4 separate regions of the Zea mays genome follow, and all the other regions are linked to region 4. The links are chromatin contacts, called in public Hi-C maps. All regions are on one chromosome and are shown on one strand. The core of a region is the stretch at or near the end of the contact, and the rest is flanking DNA. Distances in the headings are between cores, read along the strand shown.

Region 1 (3,143 bases), core at 462-2,961, 130 kb before region 4:
TTTGGACTAATCTGCAGTGAGGAAAATATAATATTCAAAAAGTTGCTGAAAGCCAAGAAATGCAAGGAAGTACCATTTTCAGGATAACAATGGTAATCAAAATCTAACTCTCTTGACATATTGGAGACATTGAACAATGAACAAGGGAATTAGAAAGGGTAGCGAGTGAAATATGAAATAGATGGTAACAAAAGTAGCTGGCCATATTGGGAAGCATGGCAAACAACTGAACGGAGCAAAACCTTACTTTAGCATTTCAGCAAAACTCATAGCTTCATCTACTCCTGGAATCGCATTTGTCAGTTCTGAAAGGAATCCCTCCATTCCTTCATTGGCTAAATCATCATTTTCTACCTTCGGGTCAATTTCCTGCAGATAAAGTTACGGAATGAGATTATTCAGCCAAAATACCAGCTGTAATAACATGAACCGAGCCATTTTTCGAAAACAAATAATCAAACTAAGGAAATAGCAGATTACTCTTAAAAAATAGAACTCATAGGGCAACAAATGAAACATGTTTTGCTATGTATATCATTTGTGAGAATACAAAGAAATGACTAAATAGGTTCATATCAGTACCATGCTTGTCATGGATGAAAATACAAAGAAAAGGAGGCAAATGCTGAATCTCGTGCTTAGTCAATGGTCATACATTTTTTTAATATCCAAGTGGAACATGTTCTAAGTGAAATTGCAATGGAATGGGTATTCTATAAGGCAACCACCTAATATGTTATCAACATCTTCCTAGAATAAAGAAAAAAATACCAATAAAGATTGGGTACTTCTTTTGTACAGGTCTGCTACCTATTCTTAAACTTCCATAATCGACTCAAGAAATAATGCAGAAATCACAGACATATCATTCACAGAGCATAATCACCACTTGGTATGGTTCACGAAGATGCAGGCCCCATCTCTGAGCAATAATCCTGTGACCAACATGCCACAAAGTACAAACACAAACCCAAACCGACCCCGAATTGATAACTTTGCATCTCGTATAGCCTGGCCTTAGGTAAGTTCCTATGACTTCCACACGTGGAAAATTATGGGCCACATGCGACTTCTCTCTCTGCATACTGCCTGTCTCCTCAGACAACCCTGCTAACCCCCTCACAAAAATTCGGTGAGGCTACAATCCAATCCAATCACCATTCGCCAGAACACGCAGCCTGCCCATCCAATCCTCACAAGCACCACCTCATTGGGTGGGGCAAGTGAAGACGACCCGGCGAGAAGTGTGGATTGGAGACGTAAGAAAGAGAATATAATGGAGGAATTTTGCTTTCTGTGTGTGTGTGCGCGCGCGCGCGTTTACCATGGCGTAGAGGTTGGTGAATCCGCGGACGAGGGTGGGAAACTTGGTGAACCGCTGCTGGAAGGCATCGCTGAGGTTGTGCGCGGGGTCGGTGGAGATGACTAGCACGGACTGGCGGACCCCCGCGAGGAGGACGGAAAGGATGGAGCTGCAGGTGGTCTTGCCTACGCCGCCCTTGCCGCCGACGAAGACCCACTTGAGGGACTCCTGGTCTAGGAGGTTCCGCACCGTGGGCTCCGGCGCGTCGCCGGCGTCCACCGCCGCCGCAGACGCCATGCTCCGATACCCGCGCGGTGATCGGGGTGGGCGATAGGACTTAGGAGGCAATGAGATCTGGCGGAGTGGAGGCTGGAGAGGAAGCGAACGGCGGTGGTGCCTCACTGGCGGCAGATGCGGTACTGGAATTGTCTACGTGGAAAATACCTTTCCTCCTTTGGACGTTTTCAACTTTAGTACGGTTAGTGGTACTTTGGTTTACAGCGACTAATTTTTAGTCTCTATATTATATTTTATTTTAGTCTATAAATTACTCTATTTAATTTCTATATTTGATAATTTAAAAACTAAAATAGAATAAATAAATAGACTAAAAATTAGTTCATAAAAACTAAACACCCCTTAATTAATATTTTACCTTGTTCTATGCGGCTAAAGGGCATGTACAACCCATAAGGGGCTCCGTAAAGTTATTTCTCTTTCTCATCTATACATATATCTATACATGCACTGGTTTAAATTTTGCAAGACTCACACAACCAAATCACTCCCACATCCATAACCTCCACTAAATTCATCAGACAAATTGCATTAAGATTTAACACATCATCAAAACTAATAGTTCAGATTGTTGGACTTCTCCCTTATTCAAATTCAATGAATAATATTATTTGGATCATCTCTCCCCTGCAATCGTGTCACCCCATCCTCCCCCTCCCCCTTGTCTCCGCCGCCCCCTCCCCTCACTCGTGCCACCACCGACAACCCCTCACCTCACGCCATTGTCACCGCCATCGTCGACTTCTCTCCTTATCAGGATCTTACCGTTAGCACAGGTTATATGCTAGTATAACTAAACAAACAACATCCTTATATACTACTATAAATCACCAGTTTCGACAGTGGTCCTAAGTCACGCACGAAGCGCGTAGGTCTATTCCTCTCCCCCTACCGGTGGACCGTTACCCATAGATAGGCCGTGAAAACCACTCAAGCCTTTATTAGTGGGTCCTTATCCCACTGATGGGCCATAAGAAACCACTCAAGTCTAACACGACATAAAGTCGCACGCGGCATAGCGCTCTCACATAGTACCACTCCGCTAGCTAAAGGAGGGTGAGCAACCGAGAAAGCTATTAAAAGGGGGTCAGATTCCTTTTCAACTCATAAATTTCTAGGCCTTTTGGCTAAGATAAAGTGAATATATGTTCTTGTGTGACGTCGCGGCGCACGGACATTGTACTAGTATACAAACAAATCGTCTATTTAACTATTTATAGAATATTTAGGCTCCCTTCATTAGGGCTCCTTCAAAAGTTCCCTCAACAGCTCCTTCAAACATTCTACTAAACGGCGGGCTCCTCTGCTAGCTTCTTTGTAAAAATAAAAGGAACCGTTGCGAGAAACCTAGCGAAGTCGGAAGGTCAAGAAGGAATCGTCGCAAGAAACCTAGTGCAGCTGGAGGCCCAAAAATAGGCTTCTTCGGCTCTTTTTCATTATCCTATCTCCCGTGAAAATAGCAGGAGCTATGTTTCCAACCAAATAAGGAAGAAACTATTTTTCTAGATGAGTCATAGTTAGAGCTAGAGTTGGTGATAGAGGA
Region 2 (3,063 bases), core at 247-2,746, 250 kb before region 4:
AGGGAGGCTGAAGATGAAGGAGATCGACTAGATTTTGATCGACGGACTGAGATTTTAGGTGTTCAGAAAACGTTTATTTTTCTAAACCGTCAGCGACATGGATAGTTTTAGTGTCTTGAAGTATCTTGAAGAGACTAGTTAAATAACTTATCAAGCTAAATATTGGCAACTTAATACTTCAACAGACTAACTATCTAATTAGCCAAGTTATCTAGCTTTCTAAATTGGCTTCATCACTAGCTAAATTTAGCTAGCCACTCCGGCTAGCCAAATTAATTTACGTGTTAAAGAGTCTGTTGGAATAAAATACTATATATATAGTTTAATATTTATAGAGAGTTAAATAAAGAGGTAAATATAGAGTAAAAAATAAAGAGTTTTTTGGAATAAAATACTATATATATAGTTTAATATTTATAGAGAGTTAAATAAAGAAGTAAATATAGAGTAAAAAATAAAGAATTTTGTGGAGATGCTCTTAGATTTTAAAGTATCCATGTCCTGCTGACGGTTGCGGATATTGTGTATTTGAGTTCCTTTGCGCCTATTTTTCTGTTTTCAAAGAGTGGCATGAACCCTTCACCAGTCAGTATAAGATCTGTGCATGCAGAGGGACCTCAGTCATTACTGAATACAACTGTCCATGATGCATGTGTCGCGGAACTCATGTGATACGGCCGTGGCCCCGTGGGCGAGGTGTAACGTGTAATCCTGACTCCTGATGACTCCGGAGTTTACCGCGCTGGTCCATGCTTGTTTTACAGACACCATGGCGTACAAGGACTAAACAGGTCATTACATTAACACTCGAATACTCCTTGTACTCTTAAGGCGTCATGGAGAGTGAGCAATAAATGAAGCGCAGCGAGAGGAATAAATCTGCTTTAGCCCTTTTAGCTACACTTCGAGGAACTAAGAGCATTTTTAAGAGACTCTTCATTTTTAGCTCTCTATTTAACTATCTATTTATTTTTTATAAAGATTATACTCTCTATATATAGCATTTTAGTCCAACAGACTATCTATCTAATTTGGTTAGTCAGGTGCATGGCCAAATTTGGCTAGTAAGATAGTCAATTTAGAGAGCCGGATAGCTTGGCGAGCCAGATAACTAATCTATTAAAGAGTTATTTTACTGTTGAGTAGTTAAAATTTAAACGCTGGGCATGAGGCCCACACGTTACTTAGGTGAGACGCATGGGGCGAGACAGAGTGTCAACGATGAGGCTAACATCAGATGCCCACATTAAATTTTTAATAGAGCAGAATATATATCCACGGTAAAAGCCAAGTCTGAGCCCCCACCCCCACCCCCCAAAAAAACGCTACTGCGCTCTACCTGCCAAGTGCCAACTGCACGATATTCACTCTTTCACTGTACACTGTCTCTGCGTGGGTCATAATATACTACTGACCCCAACCCCAAGCATTTGCTGCCTGCTGCTCTTCTGATGTCGAAACCCTCTATAAAACCTCGCCTCCACACAGTGTCATGTGTGCACGCTGTCACCGAGCACAGAGCCACAGACACAGGCACATAGCCAGCAAGCAAAGGCGTGGTGGCCATCGAAATGGACATAGCTCACCGAGACTACCTCCTAGTCAAGCTCCACACTTGCCTCGGCGTCGCCATCCTCCTGCTCTGCGTCCTCGCCGAGCTCTTCATCTTTGCCTTTCGGTGCCGCGCGGCGCTTTATCTCGTCCCCGTGGCAGCACTGCTTCTCTTCAACCGCTTCCGGCGCCGCGCCGCGGCCGCGGACATCGGGCTAGTGGACTTTTCGTGCCTGAAGCCGCCCCGCCGGCTGCGCATCCCGGTGGCGGGGCTGCTCGAGCACTTCAGCCTCATCGGCTGCTTCGACGACGGCAGCGTCGAGTTCATGACTAAGGTCATCGAGGCCAGCGGCATGGGCAACGAGACCTACTTTCCGCCATCGCTGCACTACATCCCGCCGGCGGCGACGCACGCCGACGCCATCCAGGAGGCGCACATGCTCTTCTTCCCCACGCTCGACGACCTCTTCGCCAAGACCGGCGTCCCGCCGTCGGCCGTCGGCGCGCTCGTCGTCAACTGCAGCGGGTTCTGCCCGGCCCCGTCGCTCGCCGCCATCATCGCAAGCCGCTACCGCTTGCGCGCCGACGCCAAGACCTTCAACCTCTCCGGCATGGGCTGCGCCTCAGGCGTCATAGGCGTGGACGTCGCGAGGAGGCTCCTGCTCACGCACGCCGCCATCTCGTACGCCGTCGTCGTCAGCGCCGAGATCGTCACCGTCGGGTGGTACAGCGGCAAGGACCAGGGCAAGCTGCTCCTCAACTGCTACTTCCGCACGGGCTGCTCCGCCGCGCTCGTCACCAACAGCCGCGGCCCCGCGGCGACGGTGCCGGTCAAGTACCGGCTCGCGAGCCTGACGCGCACGAACCAGATCGCCAACGACCGGAGCTACCGCTCGGGCTATCGCGACGAGGACGGCGAGGGCATCACCGGCTTCACCCTCGGCCAGGGAGTCGGCCGCATGGTGAGCGAGCTGCTGCGCGCGCATCTCGTGACGCTCAGCCTGTCCATCCTCCCATTGCGCGAGAAGCTGCGCTACGTGCTAGCGCTGCTCCTCTCGTCCCGCCGGCGCCTAGGCGGCAACAAGCTCTCCCGCCCCGCCGTGCCGCTGCCTGACTTCTGCAAGGCCGCGGACCACTTCTGCCTCCCGTCGTCGGGCAGGCCGATGATCTGGCGCCTGGGCCAGGGCCTCGGGCTCGGCGAGCGAGAGATGGAGGCGGCGCTGATGACGTTCCACCGGTTCGGCAACCAGTCGGCGGCGTCGCTGTGGTACCAGCTCGCGTACCTCGAGGCCAAGGGTCGAGTCCACGCGGGCGACACGGTGTGGCAGCTTGGCATAGGCAGCGGCCTCAAGGCCAACAGCATGGTGTGGGAGCGCGTCGCCGGCCACGAGGAGGAGCGCGAGCTGGGGCCATGGAAGGATTGCATCCACAAGTACCCTGTGACAGATACCTAAGAGCACTGCGACTTGGTTGCTTGATGCGGTGATCATCCGTCAGCATTCCAACTGGTAA
Region 3 (3,089 bases), core at 291-2,790, 190 kb before region 4:
GACAAAGCACGATGAGTCTAGAGTATACTCCATGTTGTGCGCGGAGGGTTCGTGCAGCCATTGGGAATAAACCCGACCGACGAGGCACCATGGATGCCACACGGCTGAGCGAAGCATGTTGTGTGCCTGCGTGCTACGAGTGGATGAAAAAGGGAATGAAATGGAACCACTGGTTAGATTATAAAGAAATATGAGGATGCCTTTTTATAAAAAAATGACGGAGCATGACCGTTGAAAATGGTGCTTTAGTATAATAAAGAAATATGCAATTTATTGACATTCTATTTGTGTCATAATATATAGAATTAATGTCACGGTTTAAGATTTATGACAACCAGTTGATAAAAATCCTAACGTAAAAAAACACCGTCACAAATTTACTACAAGACATCTATATATTTCATGTCACAAATATATAACATTGCATTTTTAGTGTTGTATAGTTTTATGATATTGGTTGTTTGTCATAAAATCATATGCCTTACCACATGGGCAAATACCACGTAGCATCAAAATCCTATGCCATTATTTTCGTTTTGATTTTCTTTGCCCATATACTTTTTTTATGGTTGCAACCGTACAATTTTTTTCAGCCCGCACAATTAAGCCCATATAATTATTTTGGCCGGCACAATTCTGCCCACGTATTTCTACAACACACATATTTCAACCTATATATTTTTTCTAGCCCAATTCAACCTCTATACATTTTTTTCAGCCCATACATGTGTTTTAGCCCATATAATTCAGCCCACGCACATAGTTGGGACCTTGCAATTCAGATTAGTGGTCTGACCAGGAGGTAGGAACCTCGGAATTGCGAGTTCTAGACCCCTGCGCGCCAGGTGCGAGCACAGTAGCACACGAGTTATGAGTTTCGCGCCCCACCTCTCTAGAAAAAAATTCTGTCCACATGGCAATAGGACATTCTAACATATTTTTTTTAACAATTTTGATGTGGGCTGAGATAAATAATAGAAATATTAAAAATCTGGCCACATGAAAGGATATTTAAAATAATTTGTGGCACATCATAGACACACTAACATTTTTTTGACATTTTGATGTGCTGAGATAAATAGTATTCCATTCGTCCTAACTCCTAAAATATAGTTCTTCCTAGCCCCATCTTTTTTCTGTACACATTTATTTGAAGGATAATGAATATAAACATAGGTTGATTAATGAAAGTATATTTAGTCTAAAATGAATTATATTTTGTGATGGGGGAGTAAAAAACAAAAAAAATTGGCCACGTGACAATAGGACATGCTAACACATGGACACGAATATTTAAAGTAATTCAATAAAATAATGTGTGGCACACGAACTATGTCAATAAAATAATGGCACGATTCAAATAGGTGTAACGGCATTTCTCACATAAAAATTATAATAAAATAAATCTAATTAACGTACTTTAAAAAGTTTAGCATCTCAAACCTAGAATTGATTAGTAGGTTATTACTGTGGTTGCCTAAATGCTTAACAAAAATTGGTAAAAAGAGTAGGCGCCTCGAGGCGTTTGTCGTGTCTGTGTCTGAGTGTCTCTCACGTGCCGTGCCGGAATCTCGCATCGATCCAGCAGATGTGACAACCACCGCGCCGAGCGCGAGCTGAGCTGACGACGCTGACGCGGCTGAAAATTTCCACGAACACATAGATCCGCATCGTCGATCCATCCGTCCTCCTCCCGACGGTACGCCAGCCTGCCAGAGTCCGACGCACGCCTAGGGCTCCTGGACACAGCAGAGCCCACGCCTTGACTCGCTCCGTTCGAGTGGAGCGCACAGGCACCGGCCGGCGACCAGAGAGGGAGCGGATCGAGGGGGCTCGGCTTGAGTGGAGGAGATGGACCGCAAGGATGTCGGGATCCTCGCCATGGACATCTACTTCCCGCCCTCCTGCGTGCAGCAGGTAAAATCCTTTTCCCCCGCTAAGAACTGTGCGCGTTACTGTTTCTGTTCTGCTGTTACGAGCGCCGCTGTTGCGGGGCGACTCTAATGCTTCCGATCCGCGTCTCCGGGACCTTTTGCCTTGGCGCATTGCAGTGCGGGGGAAGATGGGGCTTCTCTGTGTCGAAGGATTGTGTTTCTTTAGGATCTGACGAAAGTATTTGGCAGATGGGTGTCAAGGGTGGAACTGTCGCCACTTGCTGTCTAAACCTTTATATTTTCGTGATTGCCGTGCAGCGTAATGTCGCTGAAGATCAAACCAATGCTAGATGTGCGGTTTTTAAGATTATATTCAAATATTTAAAACTCCAGTAAATTTGGAGAGTTTGACCTCCAAAAATCCGTGTACAACTGTAAATACGGGAAATTGAGCATTTCAAGTAAAACGCGAGAAGATTTGGCTAGCTGTCACATCTGCTGGTATTTGTTTCAACTAAATTGAGCATTTAGGCTCACGGTTTTCATTTAAAAATCTCATTTTAATGTAGGAAGCACTTGAGGCCCATGATGGGGCGAGCAAAGGCAAGTACACCATTGGGCTTGGGCAAGATTGCATGGCCTTTTGCAGCGAGGTGGAGGATGTCATCTCAATGAGGTATGTTCTTTTTAATAGCCTATAAATTAAACAAGAATGTTTAGCCTGCTGCATGTGTATATTCACATAGATCCTTTTCCCCGTCTAGTTCAGTAGGGCTGATTTGGTGACCCGGGATCCCGGGAGGATTGAAGGGGATTGAGGGGGAAATTAGTTTATTTCCCCCTCAATCCCTCCCAATCCTCCCGTGATCCCCTTATCACCAAATCAAAAAGGGGAAAAAATCCCCATGCATACATTGTGTTGTGCAGGAGATGCATATAGTTGGTATTCTAAGGGAGTATGCAGTTGCTGTTTTGGATATGGGTATACATTTTTGTTTGAATCCTCATTGAAGGGCTAATCGCTTGCAGTTTGACGGTTGTCAATTCTCTGCTGAAAAAATACAAGATTGATCCCAAGCTAATTGGTCGCTTGGAGGTGGGAAGTGAAACAGTTATAGACAAAAGCAAATCCATCAAAACTTGGCTGATGCAGATTTTTGAGGTTTGTTCATCTGACTTTGTAAATTCTACCAAGTAGCATCAGCACACATGTAC
Region 4 (3,205 bases), core at 537-3,036:
TGTTCAAAGTTTATACTTTACAGGTTTCACCTATTCACCCCTTCTAGGCGACTTTCACCCTCCTCAAGAAATCCTTCAACCTGGGAGTTCTTGAACTCCGTCGCATTATCGCTCCTATTTTTTTGATTTTCAACCCGAACTCATTTTGAGCCCGTAAGGAACCACCCGAACTCAACACAATAGAAAGCCACACGCAACACAACGCTCTCACATAGTATCACCTCTTTAGCTGAAGGGGACGAGCGATAGAGCTAGTTATAAGAAAAGAGGACACACTTCTTTTCAACTCATACATTTCTCGGTCTTTGGACTAAGATAAAGTGTACTATTTGTTTTTAGAAAAGTTTAATATCTAATATGTAGACCATATGCTCATTTTTATATTAAATTTATTTTTATGAGTATCAAATATGATTGTATGATATGGCACTCTACGGACATTGTAGTAGCTTAATATAATACAAGATCCTTATAAAAAGAACTAATGAACAAATGAATAAAGGAATAGTGTTCGGTTTGGGTGATCCATTCAACGATTATTTTCTCCAAAGATTATCCAATTTTGGCACGAACTAATGACGTGTTTGGTTTGTAGAGTCAACTTATGTTTCGTAAGGTGATGTATCATAAGTTCATCCCATAATTTTTTATGGAATCAAATCATTCCTCATATATATACTAATTATTAGCTTATCATAAATGGGGTGGTGATGGATCAACTCATTCTATTCCGCAAACTAAATAAAAAATAGGAGTGAAAAGAAGATGGGCCAGAGTTGAATCCATACCATTTTGAGCAAATTTGGCACACATGACAGTCCGATGAACCAGCTCCTATCCTGCTGCAAATTTTTCAGCAATTCCACCTTTCTATCGTGGGCATAACTTTTAGCTCCGAAGTCCGATTTGATAATCTTAGACTTTTTGGAAAGCTTATAAAATTCTCTACATCTCAGAGTTAAAGCCATGTCAGTTTGAGTAGATTTTATATTGTGAAACACTTACAATTCAGTCAGCCCTTCCTCTCAACTTTGTCAACTTCACTTTGTTTTTGTGGCTTTGCATTCCACTTCTACTTATTGATGTGTTGGACTTTTAGCATGTATAAAGTGTCTTTAATATGACTTTGTACTGTCTTCTATGGATCTTATGATGTCTTCTTTGAGGTGTTGCATCCTCAGAGCCTCAGTCAAATCCACTTTGCATCCTGTCAACTACAACACACAAACACTTGAGAAACATTAGTCCACAAGATTATGTTGATCATCAAACACCAAAATCACCTAGCCAAATGGGCCGGAGTCCATTTTCCTTACAATGTGGAGTCACCTTATGCTTCGTATCATGAGTTCATCCCATAAATTTTTTGGTGGAATCAACTCATTACTCATATATATTCTAATTATTAGCTTATCATAAATGGGGTGGTGATCGATCAACTCATTATATTCCGCAAACCAAATAAAAAATAAGGAGTGAAAAGAAGATAAACCACCTCAACCCTTCCACAAAACACCCATATTTTAGCACACCATCGCAGCTGCCATTACCTTAGAAAAACAATTGCGCAGTTTTGCTATCCTCAAACCCCAATTGCAGAAGTCAAGAGCTGTTCTCTTCATCCTCCTCCAAAAGAGAAAAGAGAAAGTGAAAAAAAGGGGAAGAAAACGGCCAGAGCGCAGAGGCCCAGCTGGATCGGCACGAGCGGCCCGCGCGCTAACCCCACACACGGCAACGGGGCAGCCCAGCACCAGAGTCCAGACAGAAGTCGCCCCGAGGCCCGCAAGTTGCCAAGGCCACTCCCAGGCGCGGCGGCCGGCGCAAGTCTGAACTTCCCCGCCCTTGAATTCGACCTCCGCCACGACCGACGGCCCGAACGGCCGAACCCGACCGACGCCGGCGGGAGAGGCAGAAACGGAGAGAAAGAGATGGGAGTGGGGGGCAGCTTCTGGGACCTGCTGAAGCCCTACGCGCGGCACGAGGGCGCGGGGTACCTACGCGGGCGCCGCGTCGCCGTCGACCTCTCATTCTGGGTCGTCTCCCACAGCACCGCCATCCTGGCGCGCTTGCCGCGGGCGCGGCGCCCGCACCTCCGGACCACCTTCTTTCGCACCCTCTCCCTCTTCGCCAAGGTCCGGAGTCATGTCCCCCTGCTTTCCCACCTCTCCCCTCCCTCCGCCTCCTTCGCTCGGTTCTCGACTTCTCGTCCTCCCCACTTAAACCGTCTCTGACTTCCGCCCGTTTCTTGATCTCACCGAGTGTGTAGTGTCCTGACCTGCGCTTGGGCGATTCTGCATTCTGCAGTTGCTGCCTTTTGCTTTCCAAGATTTAATCTTGCTGGGGCTAATTACTGCATTGTTCGATTTTTTTTTGTTCCCGGATTCACCCGTTTCCGTTGGATTGTGTCTGCGATTCCTGCAGATGGGCGTGTTCCCTGTGTTCGTGGTGGACGGCGAGCCGTCACCGCTCAAGTCGCAGGCGAGGGCGGCGCGCTTCTTCCGAGGCTCCGGGATGGACCTGGCCGCGTTCCCGAGCACAGAGGCGGAGTCCAGTGTGACCGCTGCACCGGTCAAAAGGAGGAATGCTGCATTCACGCGATGCGTTGAGGAGTGCGTGGTAAGTTCCCGTGTCTTGGCAATGCTGGGATCCTTCGTACAACTTAGGGTTTAATTAGGATCTGCGTTGTTTAACTGTTCATCACGAGATTGAATGGTTCACAACCACTGTATTCCTCATCCAACACCACAATATCTTTTCGAGTAAAGTGCACTTCCGTCCTTAAGCTTGTGGTGCTGTGTGCACGTTTCATAAACTTTTAAAGTATGTCTGTTCGGGTTTATGTTAGGTCCGAAATGGATCAAAATAGATCCGATAACGTCTTTTCCTTCTTCTTGCTCGGTTTCTCATCTGATCCGTACATCAAAACTACAGCAATGAGGTGTGTGGCCGCACGCTTGCTTGTGGCAACTGGCAACCATGCTTGCAAGGACATGTGCCACCCAGGGCCTTGTGGGGAGTGTGAGCTCATGCCGAGGAAGATCAGTACATGTCATTGCAGCAAGACCAGGCTGCAGGAGAGGAGAGGAGGGCGAGCTGCTTGGACGCAATTCATGCAAGAAGCCTGATCTGCCCTCTGGAGACTGGACTGGTGTTGCTAGCGCGGCGCGGTTCCGAGCTCAGTGATGCCTCGGCTGGCCGCCGGTGT

The links. A called contact is a pair of places that touch in the nucleus more often than the background predicts.
Region 1: a Hi-C map of tassel shows a contact between it and region 4, with 4 times the contacts expected there. The contact joins the promoter of LOC100191268 here to the promoter of LOC100383402 in region 4. A contact is called at or near these places in 6 of 25 Hi-C or Micro-C datasets (bundle sheath, ear, endosperm and 2 more).
Region 2: a Hi-C map of tassel shows a contact between it and region 4, with 2.3 times the contacts expected there. The contact joins the promoter of LOC100281878 here to the promoter of LOC100383402 in region 4. A contact is called at or near these places in 2 of 25 Hi-C or Micro-C datasets (ear and tassel).
Region 3: a Hi-C map of ear shows a contact between it and region 4, with 2.8 times the contacts expected there. The contact joins the promoter of LOC100272824 here to the promoter of LOC100383402 in region 4. A contact is called at or near these places in 3 of 25 Hi-C or Micro-C datasets (ear, endosperm and tassel).

The regions. Positions count from the first base shown.
Region 1 is chr7:147,106,379-147,109,521 of Zm-B73-REFERENCE-NAM-5.0, forward strand. LOC100191268 (P-loop containing nucleoside triphosphate hydrolase superfamily protein) reads right to left here and starts at 1,712. Exons shown (of 7, transcript NM_001136702.1): 1 at 1,325-1,712; 2 at 248-369; 3 at 1-11. The coding sequence starts at 1,600.
Region 2 is chr7:146,987,647-146,990,709 of Zm-B73-REFERENCE-NAM-5.0, forward strand. It overlaps LOC100281878 (acyltransferase), which reads left to right and starts at 1,497. Exons shown (of 1, transcript NM_001154798.3): 1 at 1,497-3,063. The coding sequence starts at 1,572. The coding sequence ends at 3,005.
Region 3 is chr7:147,048,617-147,051,705 of Zm-B73-REFERENCE-NAM-5.0, forward strand. LOC100272824 (Hydroxymethylglutaryl-CoA synthase) reads left to right here and starts at 1,541. Exons shown (of 12, transcript NM_001147277.1): 1 at 1,541-1,917; 2 at 2,444-2,550; 3 at 2,904-3,036. The coding sequence starts at 1,852.
Region 4 is chr7:147,241,228-147,244,432 of Zm-B73-REFERENCE-NAM-5.0, forward strand. LOC100383402 (Flap endonuclease GEN-like 1) reads left to right here and starts at 1,787. Exons shown (of 8, transcript NM_001176057.1): 1 at 1,787-2,132; 2 at 2,422-2,616. The coding sequence starts at 1,929.